Linked DNA regions of Mus musculus: all the other regions are linked to region 3. Evidence: chromatin contacts called from public HiChIP or PLAC-seq data. All regions are on one chromosome and are shown on one strand. The core of a region is the stretch at or near the end of the contact, and the rest is flanking DNA. Distances in the headings are between cores, read along the strand shown. Region 1 overlaps Fam214a (family with sequence similarity 214, member A). Region 2 holds the start of Myo5a (myosin VA). Region 3 holds the start of Myo5c (myosin VC).

Region 1 (3,125 bases), core at 318-2,817, 210 kb before region 3:
TGCTCAGGAGTGAGCACCATGTGGATGGACAGAGTTTCTTCACTTTTTTTTTAACTAAGTAAAATTCCATATATTATACAATACCATCTTTTAAAAACAGAAGTAGTCATTTTCCAAGATGACAAATGTTTGGCTTAACTTTCTAACAGGACTTCTATATGTGGCCTCTGTCGAGACCTTCTAGCACCTCTCTTTCTTTTCAAATATGGCCTATTATATAACCTAGGCCAGCTTGGAAATGACCATAGTCCAGGCTAGCCTTGAAATCACAGCAGGCCTTTTGCCTCTGATACCCAAGTGCTGATGAGATTGCAGGTTCGAGTCCCTGTGCCCAGCAGAAAGCGTCTTTTCCACTCACAAAGATAAATAGCATAGCAAGCGATTAGATCTAACAAAAGGCAATGTCCCCAGTACAGGGGAACGCCAGGGCCAAAAAGTGGGAGTGGGTGGGTAGGGGAGTGGGTGGGGGAGGGTATGGGGGACTTTTGGGATAGCATTGGAAATGTAAATGAGGAAAATACCTAATAAAAAATATTAAAAGAAGAAAGAAAGGAAGAAAGGAAGAAAGGAAGAAAGGAAGGAAGGAAGGAAGGAAGGAAGGAAGGAAGGAAGGAAGAAAGAAAGAAAGAAAGAAAGAAAGAAAGAAAGAAAGAAAGAAAGAAAGAAAACCGAATCCATCTTAGAAGTAGGAAGGGGGAGGTTTAGACACTTGTGTTTTCAATGTCATGCCAAATGCAACATTGAATAATTTTTATGTTACATTTTAAAATGTAAACTAGAGCAGTGTTGTGTTTTATTAATAAAAGACAGTTTTCTTAAAAAAAAAAAAGGCAATGTTCCAAGAGAGTCCAGTGGTATCTGAGTGGGTGAGAGGAGGCATTGGGTAGGATCTAGTAGAAGCTGGTTGGAGGCAGAGGTGAGTTCAGGTCAGATAAGAAACACGTCTCCTGTAATAACCAGCATTTCTCAAGTTGAGCCATGGTTTCTGTGTCACTCAGACTTCCAAGTGGCTGGCTACTCAGTACACTCCTGCCTCAGCCCTGTTAGACAGTGGTTTACAGACACGTGCTACCACAGGACCTGGAAAACATAGTCAAGTAGTTCCCTAAGTAGGAAGTGAAATTAATGTGCTACATTTTCTACCTTTTCAAAGCGCATGTTGTCATCTTGTCTTCCAGGAATCGGTTCTGAACTACCGTTTAGACCCCCTCGGCATAGTCGATGGCTTTACGGCCGAGGTGGGAGCCAGTGGGACTTTCTGCCCAACGCACTTGACTCTGCCAGTGGAAGTGTCGTTCTACAGTGTTTCCGATGATAATGCTCCCTCGCCTTACATGGCAAGTACTTTTGTCTTTTCTGCAAGAATCAGCCAGCTTAGTATTTCACATCTCGGTTTCCGTTTTGCCCTTGAATGTATGAGGCTGTTCCTAAGAGAAAGTTTTAAAAACTGAATACAGACCAGTAAGCCAAAATACTGCTCCAAGACCTTTTCCTCAGCTGGCTCAGACTACATACCGGTGACCTGCTTTGCACTTGAAAAGGTTGCTGAAATTTTACCCATTTTTACGTAACTGACTAGTGACTGACATAATCAGTCTATCTTGCTAAGTTCACACAAATTCCCCAGGGCTTACTGTATACTCTTAATACCAAATGGCTGCCTCCTCACGTGGTTCTTATGTCAGTCAGACTTGGTAAGATCTGGGGACTTGGGGCGGCCTGAGGCCCCTCCACCCCAGTGTCTCTCTCAGTGGAGAGCAGGAGAGCTTCTGAGAGTGAGAAGACAGTCTTGAGCTTGAGGTCTTGTAAGTTTGAGGTTCCCATTTTCTACTGCAGGGGAGTCTGGGTGATACAAGCCTTAGCCTGCGGAAGTGCCTCTGAACACTGGAGTATGTATAAACACACCTTCAAAATGCAAAGGAGCGGTCTGTAGTGACGCTGTAAAGTGCAGAGTCACAGTCAGCCTCACTGTGAGAAGCAGATGCACACAGGCCTAGACCTGCATCCCTGACTTAGCACCTGCCCAATGGCTTCCTTTCTCCTGCCTTCAGGCATTCTAAGAACATTAGTGACAATGTCTTTTGTTAAGAATAAAAGCTGTGAAAAGGGATTTCTGCATACCTGACAGGATGAGGAGCTGTACTTTCTAGGGAGTTAAATATGGCCACCTCAATGGTGTCCTGGTTTGTCAAAGGGACTAGTTTAGGTTAACTCCAGTTTTAAGGTGAAGTTTTGGTTCAGGGCCTGAGTAGTGTTTCATACTTTTGGTAGACAAGCATAGTCTAATGGGAACTTTGAAAGGAAAGGGTTAACTCAGCCTACTAAATTGTTAGGTTCTCCTGGGAACTCTGAAAGGATACTGGAAAGGGATAACTCAGCCTACTGAATTGTTAGGTTCTCCTTCTAAGGAGGCCTGCCTTAGTGGCGTTGAGGCTAGCCTGGGCTATGTAGTAAGTTCTGGAAGCGCCTTGTCTACAGAGGATATTCTTATCTCAAAAACCAAAAACAACTATCAATGCCTGCCTGCCTTTTCCATTACAATGATCTTCCCTCTATCATATTTTCCCCTACGTCTGTTTATTTAGTAGGAATGGGTTCTCTTTGCTAGTGGCTCACTCCAAACCTCACACCGCAAATCTTTCCTAAAATTTGTTCTATTTTGTTGGTTTAGTCTGATTTCAAAGGACTGACCATATTTTGTTAGCTGGGACCGATTGTTTTGTTAGATCAAGCACATCATAGACCATCAGAAGTAATGCACCTTTGTGGTACCTAATACATTTTAGAACAGAAAATTCTTTGTGCTGGGATTTTGTATCGAACAATTCTTGAAAAATTAATTCTTCGTTTTGGAGTCAGCAGTAAGAATGTTCTCCAAGAACCACACCACAGCACTCAGCTACACAGGAACTGTGTCTCAGAGAAAACAGCTGTCATGGTGGTGAGGTCAGGCTAGGCCTGTTATGGGCTCATGACTGGCTAGGAGTGGTTTCCTGCTGTTTGTAATTAGTCAAATCGAGGCCTGCTGGTTTTAGTTTTCCATCTACTATTCCATACTAGTTTTCGTTGTTGTTAGTTTTATTTTTTGACATGGGGTCCATGTCAGCCAGTCTGACTGAACTCAC
Region 2 (3,466 bases), core at 249-2,748, 160 kb before region 3:
ACCACCAAAAGAAAAAAAACCCTTTCTCCTACCCCTCATCTTCTCTTTCTCTTACATCAGGGTGGTTGAAAGTATGTCTTTGAAAATTTTGAAAGAATGATTCCAATTTTATTTTTGTTCATGTAAATAAAAGTCACTTTTATAAGAACTCTCAGAGTTTTGAGTGTTTTGGTTCTTCCTACCCCCCCCCCCTCCGACTCACCAACCCATCATACTCAGTATTCCTCAACTGTCCTGACCGGTAGCTAATATCTAGAGGGTAAGGAAACAGGCACCTTCTACAGGCATGAAGGAAGTGTAAGAGACAGGAGCTCAACTCATTGCTTTGGATGCTCTGCTGGCTCAAAGTACATTTTGTCTCCTTTCACAGGCAGACAAAGAAAGGATGGAATCCAGAAACATCAAAGTGGTGAACAGTCTTCCTTCAAATACCCACCTCATGTTCAGACATAACTAGGGAGTCAGGCTTGTGCTTTGACTGCCATTGTACTGGTCTCAGAACCATGTCTCTAAAATTTCACCATTCACAAGGCAGAGGCAGGAGGATGGCGAGTTTGAAGAAAACCCGGGCTGCTTAGTGAGACCTGTCTCAAAACCCAACAAGCCAAACAATAAAACTGGATTCCCATGATAGGCACTGGCCACAACTTAAGGTTTAAAGAAGGAAGATGGACACATTTTAAAAGGCTAAAAATTTTAAAGAGTATTCCAAGTGAGCACGAAAGTGTGGCTGGAGAGAACATGTTGGGATGAAAAAGACCACATTCCTGTGTCCGTGTAAGGGCACGGAATAGACTGCGTCAAGACTGCAAACACTTGAGTTTCTCTCAGTAGGTTGCCGTTTTCAGGTGACTCCAGGATCAGCATCAGGTAGTGCTGTCACGATCAGCAGAACAAAGGTCTCATTCTGAATGGTGGCGAACCTATGTAAACGCCCAAGTCTAAGATGGGCCATTTCCCAGTGCCATCTTGTTTTCAGGTTCATTGGAGTTTCTGTGTGTTAGAGGCCACCCTATGTCCTTGCATCACCAAGGGTGCAAACCCAAATGCAGAGTGACCTTGAGCATCCTTCAAATTCCGGGTGGTGCAGCTTCCCGCCCTGCCGTGAGCAAGTCTCTTCTGGAGTTGCAGGTTCTCAGAAAGGCCTTTCCCGAACCCTCCCCTACCTCAAGTCCTCTCCCTACAAACAGCAGGGCCAGGAGGAGCAGCCTTGAGGCTGCCGGGTCTACGCGGGCACTCTAACCGTCGCTACCTCGAGCGGGACGCGCTCCCTCACTGCCCCACCTTCGCGCACACTGTGGGGGGCCACTCCGCCAAAGCAGGTTTGGGATGCCAGCCGCATGGGCCGAGGATGCTCGGTGCCCGCCGCCGATGGGAGGCAGCGTGAGCCCGAAAGAGCCGGGAGGGATCGCGGTGGCAGCGCTCGAGCGCAGCCTCCTCCCGCTCCCACAATGCACAGGGCGGCGGCGGCGGCGGCGGCGGCATCGCGCGCCGCGGAGGAGACAGAGGAGGCTACAGAGACCAGGCCTCTAAGGAGGCGAAGCGGCTGAGGAAACTGAGGGAGCGAGGGGGCGCTGAGGACGCGAGGCGACTGAAGAGACCGCAAGGGCTGTGTGTGTGGACCAGGCGGCTTGGGGAGACTGAGGCGGCGACGGCCGCGGAGGCTGGTACCCGAGTCCCCCGAGCACGCGCCTCGGGCTCACGCGGCCGCCGAGCCCTGGAGGTGATGACTGTCAGGCTCCCGCCCGCCGCTAGCGCCTGACGCGCCCCGCCCCGGCCCGCCCGGGCCCGCCCGCCAGCTTGGCCCGCCCTGCCCGGCCCGGCCCTTCCCCTGCTCCCCGCCCGCCACCGTTTCACCCGCGCGGGCGGCCGCCACGCGAGCTGCGGCCTCCGCCTAGGCGGGGGGCGTCGGCGCTGGGCCCGCCATGGCCGCGTCCGAGCTCTACACCAAGGTAACGCGCGCCGCAGAGCCTTGTCCTGGGGAGGGGTCGCGCGGCCGGGACCGTGGCTGTAGGACCGGCAGGTTCCACCGGACTGCACCCCACTGCCCGGCTGTACCTCCTTGCCCGGCTGTACCTCCCTGCTCTGCCTCCCGAGCCCATTTCGGATGGGATGCTCTTGGGCAGATGCTCGGGCCGCTCTCCCGGGACTCGTGCTTAAAATAACGTCCTGTGCCGGTATGCGCCAGGCAGCAGCCTCTCGGGGAGATTATTTCGGATTCTGCAGTTATGGCCAGTCCGCTTTCACCTTTAGCTGCCGGGTTCTTGCCATTTGCCCTGGGGTGCGGAGCCTGTGGGAAGATGCAGCCCGGAGATGGCGAGCTTATTCTTAGGCTTCTTGGTGCCTGGGAGTTTGCAACCTGCGCGTTATCCCCGAGAGCCTCGTTAGCTCTGTGTCCTCACCCTCCTTTCCGGCGAGCCTTTCCCTTTTGGTCTTCATTTAGGGGAAGTGGCAGCCTTTTCAATCTTAAACCGACGCCCATATTCTCAGGGTCTGGTAATCTCTGAATGGCGTATTTTGGAGAGACTGTTTAGAAAATCTGTGTTGGGCAGTGTGTGGTGTATGCATTCATGGTATCTTATGTTACGGTTTCAATGGATGTTTTGCCAGCTAATGATTATTAAAATTACCTCTAATTCCACTCAACAGAATTGCCTTAACTTTTCAAGTTCATGTTTTTACATTTTTACCAGAATCTCTTTCTTCCCGTCTCTCTCTGTCTCTGCCTTTGTCTCCCTCTCAGGCACGGAGATTGAATGTAAGGGCCTCATGCATACTAGGTAAACCCTTTACAACTGAGCTATATATAGATAGCCCCAGCTTTCTGGACTCTTCTTTTAGCAGTTTGGAATCATCTCTTGCACACGTGACATCAATAAGCCCAGAGCCCAAATTGCAGCCTTGAGGAAAGAAATCTGTACCTTTCCACCCAACTGTGTGACATTTGGCAAACTACATAACCTCTCTGGTTCAGGTTTCTTACTTGTAAATAGAGTGAATTTTATTTGTCCTTTTGTCCTTCCTTACAAGCTGTTGTGAGGATCACATTTAATACTAGTTGTGAAAGCTTTCTGTGACTCTTTTTTTTTTTAAACAAATATGAGGTATATGATTACTTTCTTCCAGCCATGAAATGAAGAGCTTGCATGAACCTGGGACTTTCTTTCTAGCCCTAGATTTAAGAAGTGTACAATTAGAACATTTCTCTAAACCTAGTAATTTTTTTTTTTCAGCATGGCAATTCTATAAGACTATCATTGGAAATTGACTAAAAGTTACCTTCTTAACTTACATAGTACAATTCTAAGTGTTTTGAAATATTAACTCATTTAATCGTTGCAATTTATGTATGAAGTAGATACAAGTAACAATTATGTCACTGTGACGAGCTGTCACATTGTTACATTGTTCTGTCCTGTCTGGCCCCCTACCAGGCCCCTGCTATCAGCCCATCTTGAACCTGGAC
Region 3 (2,968 bases), core at 186-2,685:
GGGCAGAGTGACAACCTAATGAGTCCCCAGTCTGAAATATATATCCATTCACAAATTAATAAAACAGCCCATTCAAAAAAATCTTATTGTGATGCACCATATCAGATAAGAACAAAACCCAGCCGGGCTGTCATCAAGCTTGGTTCTCCTGCCTCAGTCCCCTGGGGCTAGAACCTCCCTCACTGCCCACCTGGCCTGGTTATTTATCATTTCTGACATGAATCCTCATTTTGTTTTTTATTCAGCATTTGTCACGTCACCAATGTCACTTTTGCCATTTTTCTGTTTCACAGCGTGGGGCTCTATGGACAGACTCCATTAGACTCCATTACCCTCGCACCCATTCTCATATGCCTAGTCCACTGTTTTAATGACTGTAGTTTGTTTTTCCCATGAATATGTGGCAGGGCAGAGCTGGGGCAGTAGCTTAGTCTATGAAGTACTTGCAGTGCAAGCCTGAGGGCGGGCCTTCAAACCCCTCCCCCCCCCCCCAATCTACATTTTAAAAGCCGGTGTTGTGGGCGCTGTAAAGCCAGAGGAGACAGAGACACTAGGAGTTCTGGGGCTCCTGGGTCAGCCTAACTCAGTGAACCCCAGATCCCAGTGAGAGATTCTGGCTTTAAAATAACAAGGACCAGGGCTAGAGAGAAGGCTTAGTGAGTGGTTAAGAGCATTGACCTCTCTTCCAAGGGTCCGGAGTTCGATTCCCAGCAACTCCATGCTGGCTCACAACCATCTGTAATGGGATCTGATACCCTCTTCTGGAATATCTAGAGACAGCTATAGTGTACTCATATAAGTAAAATAAATAAATCTTTTAAAAAAAGAAAAGAAAAACGAAAATGGGCAGCTCCCAAGGAAGGCCAGCAGGATAGGATCTCTTTTCTCTTTGTGGTGAAAAATAGTCTTAGCTGTTCAAGTACTTCTAACCCAAATAAAATATAAAAATAATGTCAGTTCGCAAACATGCTGCCAGGATTTTTAACCCAGTGTCATGGACCTATGTATTAATTTTGGTGACATCAACACCTTTTGAATGTTAAATATTCACATCCGTCCAAAAGGCCCGTACTTATTCAGCCCTCTGGTGTGTCCTGTAAGAGAGGTAGAAGCAAGCTCGCCATAAAGGTCAAACAAGGTTTTTAGTAGCGTAATCTCTGGGTGCATTTTCTTTGATCCGTATCTTACTTTCCATGGCATATAAAATGTTCGCAGGACAACGACTTTTTTCTTTTATCCGACCCCTTCCTCAATTTAGAAGTTCTGTTAGCTCACTGATTCTTTGGTTTTTCTTTGCTGCTGCTGGCTGCTGTAAGGGAGCGGGAACTTGGGCGGGACCCCTGGAGGTTTCTTTGACCTGTTACCTGGACCGGGCCAATGGCAACGCGGGCTGCCGGCAAGCACCAATCCCGCTGCTAACCCTCACCCCGCCACCAACCCCAGTCCGGGCGCCAGAGCCCTCGGGGGAAGGGAGCCGTGGCACTCGGGAAAACTTCTGCACAAGATGGCCAGGCGCTGAGTGCCTGGGCGCGCACAGTCCCCTGCAGCAACAGCAGCAGAGAGGAGGTCCATGGCGGTGGCCGAGCTCTACGCGCAGGTAGGGGCGCGGGGACGCACCTGTGCACCTGCCCAGACGGGTAGATGAGCGGAGGCCGGGAGCAGCTGCCAGCTCCGCCCGGGCCCCCTGCGGGTGGGCAAACCCAACGGAGGGCTGCTGTCCCCACGCCGGGTAGCTAGATCACCCAGACCCTTCGTCCCGCCACTGATGGAATCTGAGTCCCGCAGTGGGCAGGAGCTTCGATCTGGCACCACAAACTTTGTTAACCAGCGTTGTAACCTTCCAGGCCCTCGGAGTCTGGAGGACTCCGGCAAGATTGGCGGTGTTTTCTAGAATGCTGGTGCGCTTCCCTGTGCAGGCGAAGGAAGACACTCGGGGGATCCACCTGGAGTTGCCCGGTCTGAGCACAGGAACCAGCAGCCCAGAGTCCCAGGCCCCGGGTGCTGTTGGGCTCTTTTTAACCAGTGTAAGGGTGCATTAACTCAGAGAGCACCTCAGACAGGCCTGACCGGGAGCACATGCATTCTGGAAAACTTCCAGAAGCGAAGAGCTTCATCCTCACCCAGGAAAAAAATGTGAGAAAATGACGCTTTTTAAAAGAGCCATAAAACAGATCCTGCTACACTCTTGTAGGGGAATTTAGACCCTTCAAATTCTGACAGATGGGACTAGAATGGATTCTGTTAGAACATTTACACACACACACACACACAGAGAGAGAGAGAGAGAGAGAGAGAGAGAGAGAGAGAGAGAGAGAGAGAGAGAGAGAGAGAGAGAGAGAGGCGCGCGCATCTTAACTTAATTGGCCGGGGAAGGGGTGGGGGAGGTATTGTTTAGTTTTGGATTTTGTTTGTTGAGACTGTCTCACTGTGTCACCCCAGGTAGCCTGGACATCACTACTGGCTGGAAATCAGGCTGACTTCAAACTCACAGTTTTGTCTGCCTCTGCCTCCAGAGTGCTGAGACTAAAGGTCCATGCTCCACCAAGTTTTTAAGAGAGGTTCTTGCTTTGTGTCCCTGGTTGGAATGGCCCTCCGTCCATAGCTCAGGCTGACTTCAGACTCACGGAGATCTTGCCTCAGCCACGATAGCGATGGTATTACAGACATACCCCACCCCTCCTATCTTTCTGCCTTATATTTAAAAGGCACTTTCACCATCTCTGTATAGTAAAAGATCCTTGTCACGCTTATCTTTCCGTCGGGGTTGGAGGAAGATTTTCTTCTACTTTGTTTAATGAATAAATTGCAAGCACACATCAAACAAAGAGGAAATCCCTCTGATGCTGACCAATTCTGCACTTTATCCCAGTCTCAAGCTGGGGACCGAACCAAGGGCCTTGTGCTTTCTGGGCAAGCATTCTACCACGAGCTCAGCCCCTCATCTAGAAGATGTTACTAGAGACAGTGT

Evidence for each region. HiChIP or PLAC-seq counts read pairs in DNA pulled down with a chosen protein or histone mark.
Region 1: a contact with region 3 is called in an H3K27ac HiChIP or PLAC-seq map of embryonic stem cells, with 9 read pairs. The contact joins the enhancer-like site here to the promoter of Myo5c in region 3. A contact is called at or near these places in 7 of 39 promoter capture datasets (the C10 cell line, the HPC-7 cell line, embryonic stem cells and 4 more), 2 of 484 Hi-C or Micro-C datasets (bone marrow-derived macrophages and embryonic stem cells), 11 of 115 datasets of contacts at active chromatin or transcription factors (the SCID.adh cell line, bone marrow-derived macrophages, embryonic stem cells and 3 more) and 5 of 9 other capture datasets (adipose tissue, embryonic stem cells, liver and 2 more).
Region 2: a FOXA1 HiChIP or PLAC-seq map of pancreatic cancer cells shows a contact between it and region 3. The contact joins the promoter of Myo5a here to the promoter of Myo5c in region 3. A contact is called at or near these places in 15 of 39 promoter capture datasets (the 3T3-L1 cell line, 3T3-L1-derived adipocytes, the C10 cell line and 10 more), 1 of 15 datasets of contacts at CTCF or cohesin (large pre-B cells), 10 of 484 Hi-C or Micro-C datasets (the AML12 cell line, B cells, bone marrow-derived macrophages and 6 more), 10 of 115 datasets of contacts at active chromatin or transcription factors (the NIH/3T3 cell line, embryonic fibroblasts, embryonic stem cells and 1 more) and 3 of 9 other capture datasets (adipose tissue, liver and macrophages).

What each region holds. Positions count from the first base shown.
Region 1 is chr9:75,017,819-75,020,943 of GRCm38.p6, forward strand. Fam214a (family with sequence similarity 214, member A) reads left to right here. Exons shown (of 13, transcript NM_001113283.1): 10 at 1,179-1,337. Among named protein-coding and RNA genes, the nearest start is that of Arpp19, 18 kb to the right of the region's middle. Within about 2 kb of position 1,568, at least 20 of the 459 cell types and tissues checked have an H3K27ac peak or open chromatin away from gene starts, as enhancers often do. A contact at or near this core is called in adipose tissue, embryonic stem cells and stem cell-derived epiblast-like cells, where this site is marked.
Region 2 is chr9:75,069,708-75,073,173 of GRCm38.p6, forward strand. It overlaps Myo5a (myosin VA), which reads left to right and starts at 1,499. Exons shown (of 41, transcript NM_010864.2): 1 at 1,499-1,952. The coding sequence starts at 1,926.
Region 3 is chr9:75,230,579-75,233,546 of GRCm38.p6, forward strand. Myo5c (myosin VC) reads left to right here and starts at 1,436. Exons shown (of 41, transcript NM_001081322.1): 1 at 1,436-1,597. The coding sequence starts at 1,571.